Linked DNA regions of Sus scrofa: regions 1 and 3 are each linked to region 2. The links are chromatin contacts, called in public HiChIP or PLAC-seq maps. All regions are on one chromosome and are shown on one strand. Each heading gives the region's core, a stretch centred on a gene start, on an enhancer-like site or on the middle of the called end of the contact. The rest is flanking DNA. Distances are from core to core; before and after follow the strand shown.

What was found. HiChIP or PLAC-seq counts read pairs in DNA pulled down with a chosen protein or histone mark.
Region 1: an H3K27ac HiChIP or PLAC-seq map of alveolar macrophages shows a contact between it and region 2. The contact joins the promoter of UBE2B here to the promoter of CAMLG in region 2. A contact is called at or near these places in 1 of 5 promoter capture datasets (liver), 2 of 47 Hi-C or Micro-C datasets (heart right ventricle and skeletal muscle) and 1 of 2 datasets of contacts at active chromatin or transcription factors (alveolar macrophages).
Region 3: a contact with region 2 is called in an H3K27ac HiChIP or PLAC-seq map of alveolar macrophages. The contact joins the promoter of PPP2CA here to the promoter of CAMLG in region 2. A contact is called at or near these places in 1 of 5 promoter capture datasets (liver) and 2 of 2 datasets of contacts at active chromatin or transcription factors (alveolar macrophages and skeletal muscle).

The regions. Positions count from the first base shown.
Region 1 is chr2:136,651,259-136,654,647 of Sscrofa11.1, reverse strand. It overlaps UBE2B (ubiquitin conjugating enzyme E2 B), which reads right to left and starts at 1,833. Exons shown (of 6, transcript NM_001257356.1): 1 at 1,697-1,833. The coding sequence starts at 1,740.
Region 2 is chr2:136,956,042-136,959,649 of Sscrofa11.1, reverse strand. CAMLG (calcium modulating ligand) reads right to left here and starts at 2,024. Exons shown (of 4, transcript NM_001244893.1): 1 at 1,746-2,024; 2 at 1-75. The coding sequence starts at 1,929. LOC102164588 (a long non-coding RNA gene) reads left to right here and starts at 2,118. Exons shown (of 3, transcript XR_298148.3): 1 at 2,118-2,321.
Region 3 is chr2:136,521,122-136,524,841 of Sscrofa11.1, reverse strand. PPP2CA (protein phosphatase 2 catalytic subunit alpha) reads left to right here and starts at 2,212. Exons shown (of 7, transcript NM_214366.1): 1 at 2,212-2,491. The coding sequence starts at 2,390.

The DNA of each region.
Region 1 (3,389 bases), core at 584-3,083, 300 kb after region 2:
ACCCCTAGCCTGGGAACCTCCATATGCCGCGGGAGCAGCCCAAGAAATAGCTAAAAAGACAATAAATAAATAAATAAATAAATAAATAAAATAACAATAGCTTTTAATCAAAGCTTCCGTTAGGTTTTCATTGGTCCCTAATTTAAAAGTTCTGCATCAATACTAAACCCACCTCTCAGATCAAGAGACATTAATACAAAACTACTTTCGAGTATCTGTCATAGTCAAATTCTTGTAACCGAAGACCATTGGAAAACCACGCAAGGTGCCAAGCGTACAATTTAAAATTAAGCAGAGAATTGCAGTGACCATCCAGGGTAACACAGGCCACAAACTCCAAGTTTTATTATTTGAATTTTACTTATGGGAGCTAATCTGAAAATACTCTTTTCAAGCTGGAGAAGACTAGATTTGCACCAAAGAGAGCACCTCCTTCTAGACTTTCATCTCAATAAAGAAATAAATGCTACATTTTATGTATACATAGCGACTGCCATGTAATATGATACTTGAAATTAGTTTCCCCCCAAATGGCTCTTTTTAGTCAACCTCAAGCAGAATACAGATGACCATGGATATGCTGCCTGAGAGCCGTCCACTAAAGATAAAGGCTAAATTACAAATACATTCAATGATAAACTGGCCAAAGCCCCAAACAATGGCTTCCAAGGGCCTCACCTAAGGGTTTACAATGGTTGAGAGGTTACTTCCTGAATGACTAAGTTTTTACACTAAATATTTTGTCTCGATCGGGGTGGGTCTCCCAGAAACCCACTTAAAAATGTGCAGAGGAGGGCAATGCTAAGTCTTCTCTTTTTCTCCCCCTACCTCCAGGTATTGAATTAAAGGCAACAAAACTGAAGTCACTTCCTCCTCACTCATGCCAACACCTCCTTACACAACCCTGTTTTACAAAAGGAGGCCCAGGGAGTATCAGGTTAGCGCCAGACTCAAGGAAGGCATTTTTCCAGACTTTGAGGCTATAGATAGGGCTTTATACACCAGGCCACAGAGCTGAGTTCCAGAAGGCACTGGCAGCCGCCGTTGCCAGCCCTGAGTCCCAGGTCTCTACGCCAGTTCTCAAGGTCTTTTCAGGCGAGCGGGGAAGAGTCGGGTTTCAGAGGACGGGATAACAACCTCCGGCCCTCGCGCATCAGATCCCACCCTCGCTGAAGAATGGCAGGGGGTGTGTGTGTCTGCGTGAGCGTGTGGCGGGGGTGGGGGGGTGGGGGGGCAAGGTGGTCGCCCCAACCCTGGCCCTCGGAGGAGACCGCAGGCTCATCCAACAAAGCCAACTAGTGCAGCTACCGGGGGAAAGGTTTCTCAAGCGCTCGCTTTTAGGGCAGTGAGGGGGCACCACAAAGTGCAGCAGTGGGTGATGAGGTTTGGACGCCAGGGTGAGGCATCAGGCAACTGGCCCAAGTGGACAACAAGGAATCCTAGGACAGCCAAAGCCATCTTCTTACTTCTTCCGGGGGGAGGGGAGTGGTGAGGGGATATCGAAATTTCTTACGTCGAAGGAGTGAACAAGCAAGGCTGACGGACTGCGAACAGGGGCTAGGACTGGGCTTCCGTCAATCCCGGAGGGCCCACAGCGGCCCTCTTAGGGTCATGAGGGGAAGGTGTCCCGGATCCCCGCCCTGCAACCCCGCAGCTTGGGGAGGAGCCGTCATCCGGTGAAGATGAAGGCCCTTACCGCTTGAAATCTCGCATAAGTCTCCTCCGGGCCGGGGTCGACATGCTCCCCAGCTGCCCCGCGGTCAGTCCGAAAGAAAAGAGTCCCGCACAGCCCCCCCACCCCCCGGCGCGGCGGCCGAATCACTGTGGGTCACCGCCGCCGCCGAGGCTGCACAAACAACCCTGCAATGACGTCTCCCTCCGCCGCCTCCAGATCCCTCCGCCCTCCGCCGGTACCATGAAGTGAGGGGTTGGGGAGAAAGGGGTGGGAGGTAGGAGAGCTCTTTATGGGAGCCCTTCAGTAGGGACCCTATCCATTTTGGTTTCCTTAACTAGTCGACCAGTTATTGTGCTCTGTGCTCCGACTGGAGATTGTAGATCAGGAGATACTGAAACCGAAACACCAACTCGTATCCCCCTCTTTCACTAGCTTAGGCTCGACCGGGTGGGGAGAGAGGGACGTATCCGGGACCAGAGATTTCAGGGAAAGGAGGTGGGATGACGCAAGATCACGTGACTACCGGCGGCGTTGTCAACAATCCACCCCTGAGGGGGAGGGGACGAAGTATCTAGAACCACGTGTCCCTATGACGTGATTAGAACGGGTCACGTGAGAGCGTCGCCGGGATCTGAGTTTTAGCCAGGTTTTTGAACCGGGTGGTTAAATTGACGGGGCTCAGGGTGGATATACACCTTTATTACTTATGTCTCTGGTTTCTCTCATTAACAGCAATCAATGATGTGTCGGAAGCACTAGTTTGTTGTGTTTCTTAACTCTCTAAAACAGAGCCCCAAATAATTTGGATATCCCCACTGGTTGATTCAATGGCTTATCAAATATGGTATGTGGGGGAAGAGTGAAGGGACCTCCTTTTTTCTCATTGTTGAATGCTCAGGCTCCTAGCAAGTAAAATCCCTTGAAATGCTTCCTTAGGACCACCAAAATAGTCTGCATATACACTGCAGTGGGTTTCCAGGATTGGAAATTCTGGGCAGAGATAAAAGAACGGGTGTACAGGGTTTCCCGGGTGGTGGAGTGGTTAAGGACTCAGCACTCTCATTGCTGTGGCTCCGGACCTTGGCGTGCCGCAGGGGTGGTCAAAAAAAAAAAAATAGTGTACAGATTGTCTAATGTTGGTTTATAATCACTGTGGAATTACAGAATTTTGTTTTCCTTTATGGGTGTGCTCTCATGTGAGGATTTGTGTCACAGTCCATGGATTTAGCTAACATGGAGTATGGTTTTATTTGTCAAGAAATGTAGGGATTTGATCTCAAGAGTTTATCCATTTGTAGTTGGTGTCAAAGAAATCTAAAAGTATGATCAGATCTGGGGGATACTGCAGACATGGATGGGAGATTGTATCTAGAGACTGGGTAACTTATTTCACGTTTTTTTAGTGTAGCAAGTACGTGGCCTGAAACGTCCTCCACTATGGGACTCAGTGATGTTGACCATTGGGATTCAGAGATTACTTCAAGTCATTGAGTTCTCTTCCTCTGTTGCCTCAGTGCTCAGTCAGAGCTTTTGGTATGAACTCTGAACTCTTTTAATGCATTTGGGTAATTCTTCAGCCCAGTGTGTTATAGGATAGAATGAGGAATTAAGTGTTGCCTGTAGTTTCACGGACCCAGAAAGGGTTAACATTCTCCACTTTGCTTGTACCTTCCTTTCTTCAATCCCTTAATTCTTTCTCTTGCTTTTAGTAACT
Region 2 (3,608 bases), core at 775-3,274:
TTGAAACCGAAGGAATGGTGAGAGCGTTCAGTTTATCACTGTCCTGCTGCTTTAATTTTGTTTGACTTTCTTCTTCTGAGAAAAGAAATTTAGAAGTCTTATGTATTACATACTAATAAACACCTTTCTTATTAATATTGAAAAGTATGCCACTAGAGCTAGAACTCAGCAGCCTCTGAATCCAAATTCATACTGACTCTTCTTAAAACAAACTAGTTGCTTCCTCTACACACTCAAAATATCAAAAAGAATATTCCTTCAGAGAATATAACCCAAACTTTGAGGGTAGAAGAAAAGGCTCTTAAATAAACTGAGGAAAGATACTTAGGGATGGAGCAAGCTATAAAAACCACTGCAAATTTTCTTGGGTAACACATCTGAAAAGTATGACTGCATTGCCTGCTCTAACTTATTTGGTTAAAAATATAAAATTATCAGAGCTTTTTAAACTCTGTATTTGAATATTACATTTCTGAATCCAGAGTCCTGTCAGCACAGGGTGTGGCATATTCTACAGCTGCTGTTTACATAATCCTCCTACTGGAGTCAGGGAGCCAGTGATAGGTACTTAAGCAGATTGAGGATGCTATTCTGCTTTCAAAGAAAACAAAAAAAACCTTTAATGACAAATAAAATACAAATTTTAACATAATAGAACAACATATACAATGTACCTTGAGAAAGAAAATAAATGCTTCAGGAAAGAACACATATTCTGCTATTAATCCTTAAAGGGGAAAATACGTCTTCTCACCATTGTTCTAGAATTTGAAACAATACTCTTACCTCTCTTGGTACTTTTAAGTCGCAAACCTGTGAACTGTCTAGAAGTTCAGAGCTACATAGCTAAAGGCCCACAAAGAAGTTAACACAAAGATCTACAGAACTTGCAACCAGTGACCAAAGGCCAAATACTAACTGCAATGCTCAGTGGAAACATAGAGAATCTGACATAATATCAAGTGCTCAGTGAATATTCACAGAAAAAAAATTTTAAGAGACTCTTTGTAAACGTCACCTGGAGAGAAACGAGGAACTCTCTTCAGCGTCAAATTCAGTTCCTGACATCACTTAACCTCAATCTCAGCACACTAGGAGATAAGACCTCACTCAGATGGACACGTCCCACTTGCTGGGTCTCTAAAGAACGGTCCTTGCAATGTTTTTCACCTGTTTTGGAAGGCCTGTCGAGAAGGGTTGAGGGCACCAAACCCAGACACGAAGCTCTGACCATGAGCCCCCGATCCGCGTAGGAAGGACCAGGGGGCACTTCAGTAAAGACAAGTGCATGCGGGCCGACAGTTACAGCAAAGGGCAAAAGAAGGGAGACGGTAGGGAAGGCAATGGAAGGGAAAAAGCTTCAGAAACGGAAAGAAAGGAAGGCACAAGAGCCAGAGCAGTCTGGGGATAAGATGTGCGTCCTTCAAGCAAGGCAAGGGGGGGAAGGGGCCCCCTCTGGGTAACTGGCCAGAGGGTCTCAGGAGCGAGCTTCGCCGCCGGCGGCAGAGGTGGGGACCACCTCAGGGCGAAGCCCCCCCACTGGAAAACTGAAGAGAGAGACTAGAAACGTCCCTGGGTTAGGAAGTGAGAACTTGGGACCCCCAGCTAAGGAGCGGGACCAGAGGGGAGGTCAGAGAGCAAGGCTTGGTCAAAAAGGTCGGCAGGGTGGAGGGAAACGATCCACAAGACTCCTAGGGACCGGCGTGCGGGGGGGGGGGGGTAACTAGGGAAACGGAGGCTCTCACCCGCGCTGCTCCCCGGCCTGTGAAAACCCATGATCCGATTGATGCGCTGTTCTGAGTTCATGAGCAGCTTTCTCCGCCGCAGCTCGGCCCGACGCTGGGAAGCGGACAGGCCTGAGCCCGCCAGGGCCCCCGGCCGGTCCCCGCTGTCGGTAGCGACGGTGACCGGCTCCATCTTCCCCTCCATAACCCGGGAGTGGTGACGACGACGGGGGCGGCGGCGGCTGCGGCAGCGCGGATGACTTCAGGCCGGGCCGCCGGGCGCGCGTGCCCCAGTCTCTGTGGACCCGCCCCCCCGAGCGCGAGGCCGCAGACGCGGCCTCACCATGCGCGCCGCCTGACGGGACCAAACGCGAGGCTTGCGCCGCCATCTTGAATGAGGGCATCGGTGGCCGTCCCAATTCCTTGGGCAGGGCTGGCTCTCGCTGTTTCTCTTCCCCGCGACTCGGTCTTCCTGCAGTTCAGTCGGAGGTGAAGAAAAGCGGCACCTAGCCTGACGCAAGGGCACCGGATAGGAACGAGAAATAGACGACCGCTCCTCGGCGGTGCCAGGAAGCAAAATGGAGGTTGCAGCGGCAGGTACTGGTTTCCGGTGACCTCCTGCGGCCTTGCGTATAGGCCTGGGGAAGAGGTTAACTGCGAGAGTGACGCTTCAGGGAGCTCTGGGCGTTTGGGGTTTGTTCTTGGTGCTGATTCCTCATCTGTCACTGCGCTTCCCCCAAGTACATGGCTAGTTTGTTTCGCCTGTCTTTGTTCAAGATTCTCCCATTGAAGTCTCCTCTGTCCATTCTCTTTAAATTACCACCCCTTAGGAGTTTCCATTATGGCTCAGGGGTAACGAATCTGACTAGCATCCATGAGGACGCAGGTTGGATCCCTGGCCTCGCTCAGTGGGTTAAGGATCCCGCGTTGCCTTGAGCTGTGGTTTAGGTCGCAGATGCAGCTCCGATCCGGCCTTGCTGTGGCTGTGGGGCTACAGCTCTGATTCAACCCCTAGCTGGGGACGTCCACATTCAGTGAGCGTGGCCCTAAAAGAAAGCAAAAAAAAAAAAAAAAAGACAAAAATAAAATAAATTACCACCCCCTCTCAACACTCCTTATTCTCCTTATCTGCTTTTTCTCCTTAATACTTACAACCGACTCACAAGCTAAATGTACTTTTTTTGTGTATTGTCTGTTTTCTCATTAAGTAAAACATAACTCCATGAAGACATGCACTGTTGGGTTGACGGCTGGAACAGTGAGTGCTCAGCAAGACAGACTTAACCGTTAGGCCATGTTAAGGGCCAGCAATAGGAACCTAAGAAAATTTTTCATTTGATTTTCTTTTAAAATCAGAAGAAATGTGTCATAATTTTTATATAGTGACGAATCCAGCTTGGATTATAGTCGTTCCCATACCAACAGAGTCATAAAATATAATTTTAGGAATGTGTTTATGGAGGAGAGAGCCCACGAAAACAGAGTACCGAGGGCCCACAGAAGTCGTCGTTCAGCCCTGGCGCTAAGTAATAACTATTTGAGTGAGTAAATTGATAAAGGAGTTGAATCCCTCAACAGCCCTTGCTTCATGGACGACGTAGCCAGTTTACATCAGAGGCTAGGGGGTGAAGCAATCTAGTGTAGCCTCTGCAATGGATCTTGCTACACAAGTCTGCTCAAAATCAGGAAGTTGGTGAAACCCTACTTAGAAGGTAATAAAATACTATTTTTAACTGTTTAGTCACCTGACCCTGTCCCAGACAAAAGGATTTTGGAAACAAGTGTTAAGCCAATGAACAAGGAGTTCCCCTTGTGGCTCAGTGGGTTATAAACCCAACTAGTATCCATGAGGATGTGGGATCTATCCCTGGCCTCGCTCAGTGG
Region 3 (3,720 bases), core at 963-3,462, 430 kb after region 2:
CAGAACTGCAGTTTTCAGCCCAGGCGGATCAAGTCAGTCTGCTTTGCCAGGCAGCTTGTCTTGTTCTTCATTTGTTTGTTTTGTTTGCTTTTTTAGGGTCGCACCTGTGGCACATGGAAGTTCCCAGGCTCAGGGCTGACTGGGAGCTGCAGCTGCCAGCCTACACCAAAGCCACCGCAATGCCAGATCTGAGCCACATCTGCAACCTTGACCACAGCTCACAGCAACGCTGGATCCTTAACCCACTGAGCAGAGCCAGGGATTGAACCTGCATCCTCATGGATACTAGTCGGGTTCAATACCACTGAGCTGCAATGGGAACTCCAAAGCAGCTTATCTTGAATGAAGGAGAACTTTCAGTCCTGCCAGTAGCTGATCTCTGCATCCAGGGCCACCTTCAGCCTTTTGGTCAAGATGATGCCCTCAGGGCTGGAGGGTGTGTGCTCTTCTCCAGCACATTGCCAAGTGCTTGGGTTGACTGGTATTGAGGGTAGAGTCTAAAAGAGAGGGACCAGGTTCAGTTCTTGCCTTGTACTTCATGGTTTAATGTCCTTTGGAAAACTTCCATCTCTGAGATTCTGTGGACACTGTCATGGCTAAAAACCACAAGCAACATGTCTATGTGTTAAATATATCACTGTTTAGTCTGTTGCTGAAGGACTTCTGGTTTGTTTCCAATTTTTGGTATAACAAACATCACTGCTAGAAACATCCTTATACTTATCTCCTGAAGTCCATGTGCAAAACTTTCTCTAGGGAAAACAACAAGGAGAAGAAGAGCTGGGCATGGGTTGTGCCCATCTACACCTTAACTAGATAATGCCAGATTTTCCAAAGTGGTTGTCCCAAAGTACAGCAGTGTATAAGAGACCCCATTGCTCCACATCCTCACCAACATTGGATGTTGACAGTTTTTGCCAAATGGGTGAGAGTCAAACCTGGAATCTGTGGTTTTCATTTCCCTGCTTACTACCCTTGTGTTACTGGCCATTCATCTTCCTGCTTTTGTGAAGGGCTCTTCTGCCTGTCTATCCCCAGATCATCCCAGGAAGTACACAAGCTCCGTCAGGGTAGGGTACCTCTGTTTGTATGACCCTTCTGTCCTTCGGGCATGAATCTTGAACATAACTGGCGGTGTACGGAGCCAAATATTTCTGCGAATGCAAGGACAACGGAATGCGGATACATTTCACGAATCTCGAAGAGATTTATAGCCAGAGGTCCGATCCTAGGGTATCTGAGCTTTCTTTAAAGCGCACATCACAGCCGCTTCTAACACTACCGGGTCTCAATCAGGACCGGTGCGTCCATCTCCTTGCGGTCTTCCCTCTAGAAAGAAGGCCTGAGTGGGCAGACGGTTGGTGGGGGTGGGGTCGGGGGCGTTTTCTTCTTCCCTTGGAGGCTCGGAGTCGGAGGAAAGCGCCCACCTAGGGGGGAAGGCCACAATGGCAAGACTGCAGCGGCGCCTGTGGAAGCCAGGAGCGCTAGGAGGCCCCAGCCATGGCGCTAGAAGAGACATCGAGGCCCGGGGACAGGTGTGTTGGGGAGTCAGGTGCACTGCGCAGTACTGCAGGTACACCCTCTTCCGCCTACGACTGACCTAATTACAAGGTGCTGGCCGCACCCGGAGGCAGGGGTGGCTACTCCAACCTGGCTACCACTCGGCGCCTGTTCCTGCTCCCAAGATGCAGCAATTCCAGTGCTGTTGTAGAATGGAGGAGCCACGGGGCCCAATTCTCGTTTCCGTGCTTTGGCAGTCGCCAGGTGAGGAGCCGAGGCGTATCACCTCAGGGAAAAAGTCTCCGGCAACAAGGAGCCACCCTCGCACCCCGGCTGCGCCTGCGCCTGGTCCGCAACTACACCCTGCAGGATTTAGTGCTCTAAGATTAGCCCACTTCCCAGCTATAAGCAAGGCCCCTGCTTGGACTCGGTCTTCCCTTCCCCCTCGGCCCCTCCCTTCTACAGGACCGCGCCCTAAAAGCGAAGGTGCCTGTTTCCAGCCGGCTACTTTACGCGCCTGCGCCCTGGCCCCTAGTTCCCGCCCCCGCTCGGGTCTGGCCGCAGATGAGAGCCGGCCCGGCAGTTGCGCAGCTCGTATCCCGGCGCTTCTACCCCTCCTCACCCCGCCACCTCCTGACGCCGGGCGTGACGTCACCACGCCGGCGGCCGCCATTACAGAGCCGAGCTCCAAGGCTAGAGCGAGCGGAGGAGGTCAGTGGCCGGTAGCCGAACACCGAGGGGCGAGTCAACCGGGCAGCGCTACTGCCGAGCAGCCTTCAGCAGCCACACAAGTACCCCGGGGGCCGACGGCAGCGTGTGCGTGTGGCCCGTGTGCGGGCGGCGGCGCGGGAGTAGCGCGGAGCGGCAGCCGGTTCGGGCGGGTGGCATCATGGACGAGAAGGTGTTCACTAAGGAGCTGGACCAGTGGATCGAGCAGCTGAATGAGTGCAAGCAGCTGTCCGAGTCCCAGGTCAAGAGCCTCTGCGAGAAGGTGAGCTGCACTCCGGCTTCGGGAGCCGGGGCGGGCCGAGCCCGCCGAGAAGGAAGCGGCCGCGGGGAGGGTGCAACATGGCGGAGGCCAGCGGCCCCGGCCCCCGAGCCTCCCAGACCGGCCCCCGGCGCGGCCCGGCGGCGGCTCCCGGACGACCCGGCGCCCCCTGCCTCCCGCGCAGGGATTGGTTGTCGCTGCCACCGCCGCCTAAAATGGCGCCGTTCACCCGACTCCGGGGCTTCAGAGCTTCCCGGCCTTGGCTGGAAGCGAAGTGGCTGGGGGAGGGTGCGGGGGAGCGGAGACCCTGCGAGTAAGGGTCAGGGACGGTTTTGATATCTGGGCACGAGGTCTTAGGTTCTACGGCCTGGGAATGGGGCCTGGGACTCTTCTGTGAGTTTGGTGGGAGGTTTCTTACTTGTACTCAGGCCGAATGCTTAGGTCCAGAGCTGTCCAGAGGGTCCCCCAGAGGCAAGCTTGTAGGCCGGATCCCGGGACCTATCTAATAAAGGTCACGCAGATTTAGCATCGTCTTGAGTGGTTTATGGTAAACCTCTCGAGCTGTGTTTTCCAGAGACTTATTAGTACATTTTTTCGAGAATTTTTAAATGAGCTTTTAATCTAAGTTTCAATGAAGGTCATGGTGGTAGTTATAGGGAGGAGTATAACTTATTTTTCATAGTTGGAAGAATTAGACATTTTGGTGAGTCATTCTACATAGGAGCTTTGGGATTGGAAATCAAGTGTCAGTTTAATCTCTGATTTATATGCTGACTCAAATTGGATAGTATGAAACCCTTCTTTAAGCTTAAGGTTCTTGGCATTTTGCCATTTGTTTTTTAAATGAGCAGCATAAACTGTTAAGACCAGCAGATTTTGTATCCTTGCTCTCTGCTGGAAAAGTTGTTAGTATATTTGTGACTTTAAGTAGTAAGTATGATATTAACAGCTGTTGATCGAGCTTTTGCTGTATTCCAGTCATTGTGTTTAGTGTTTAAATCCCACAAACGTTTAAAATGGAATGTTGTAGTCTGTTTTAGAAGTCCATTTTAAATGACCTAATTCTGATTTGTTTTTCCCAAGGAGTTGGGGAAACAGGTAGCCTGTTTAAGTCTTATAATTCAGTTTTCTAAAGTAGAGAAAATGCTGATCTCCACCATGAATGTTTCAACTTCTCTTTTTAAAAATAACTCTGCAGCATCTTTAGTTCCACAGAATGGTGGAGTATCATC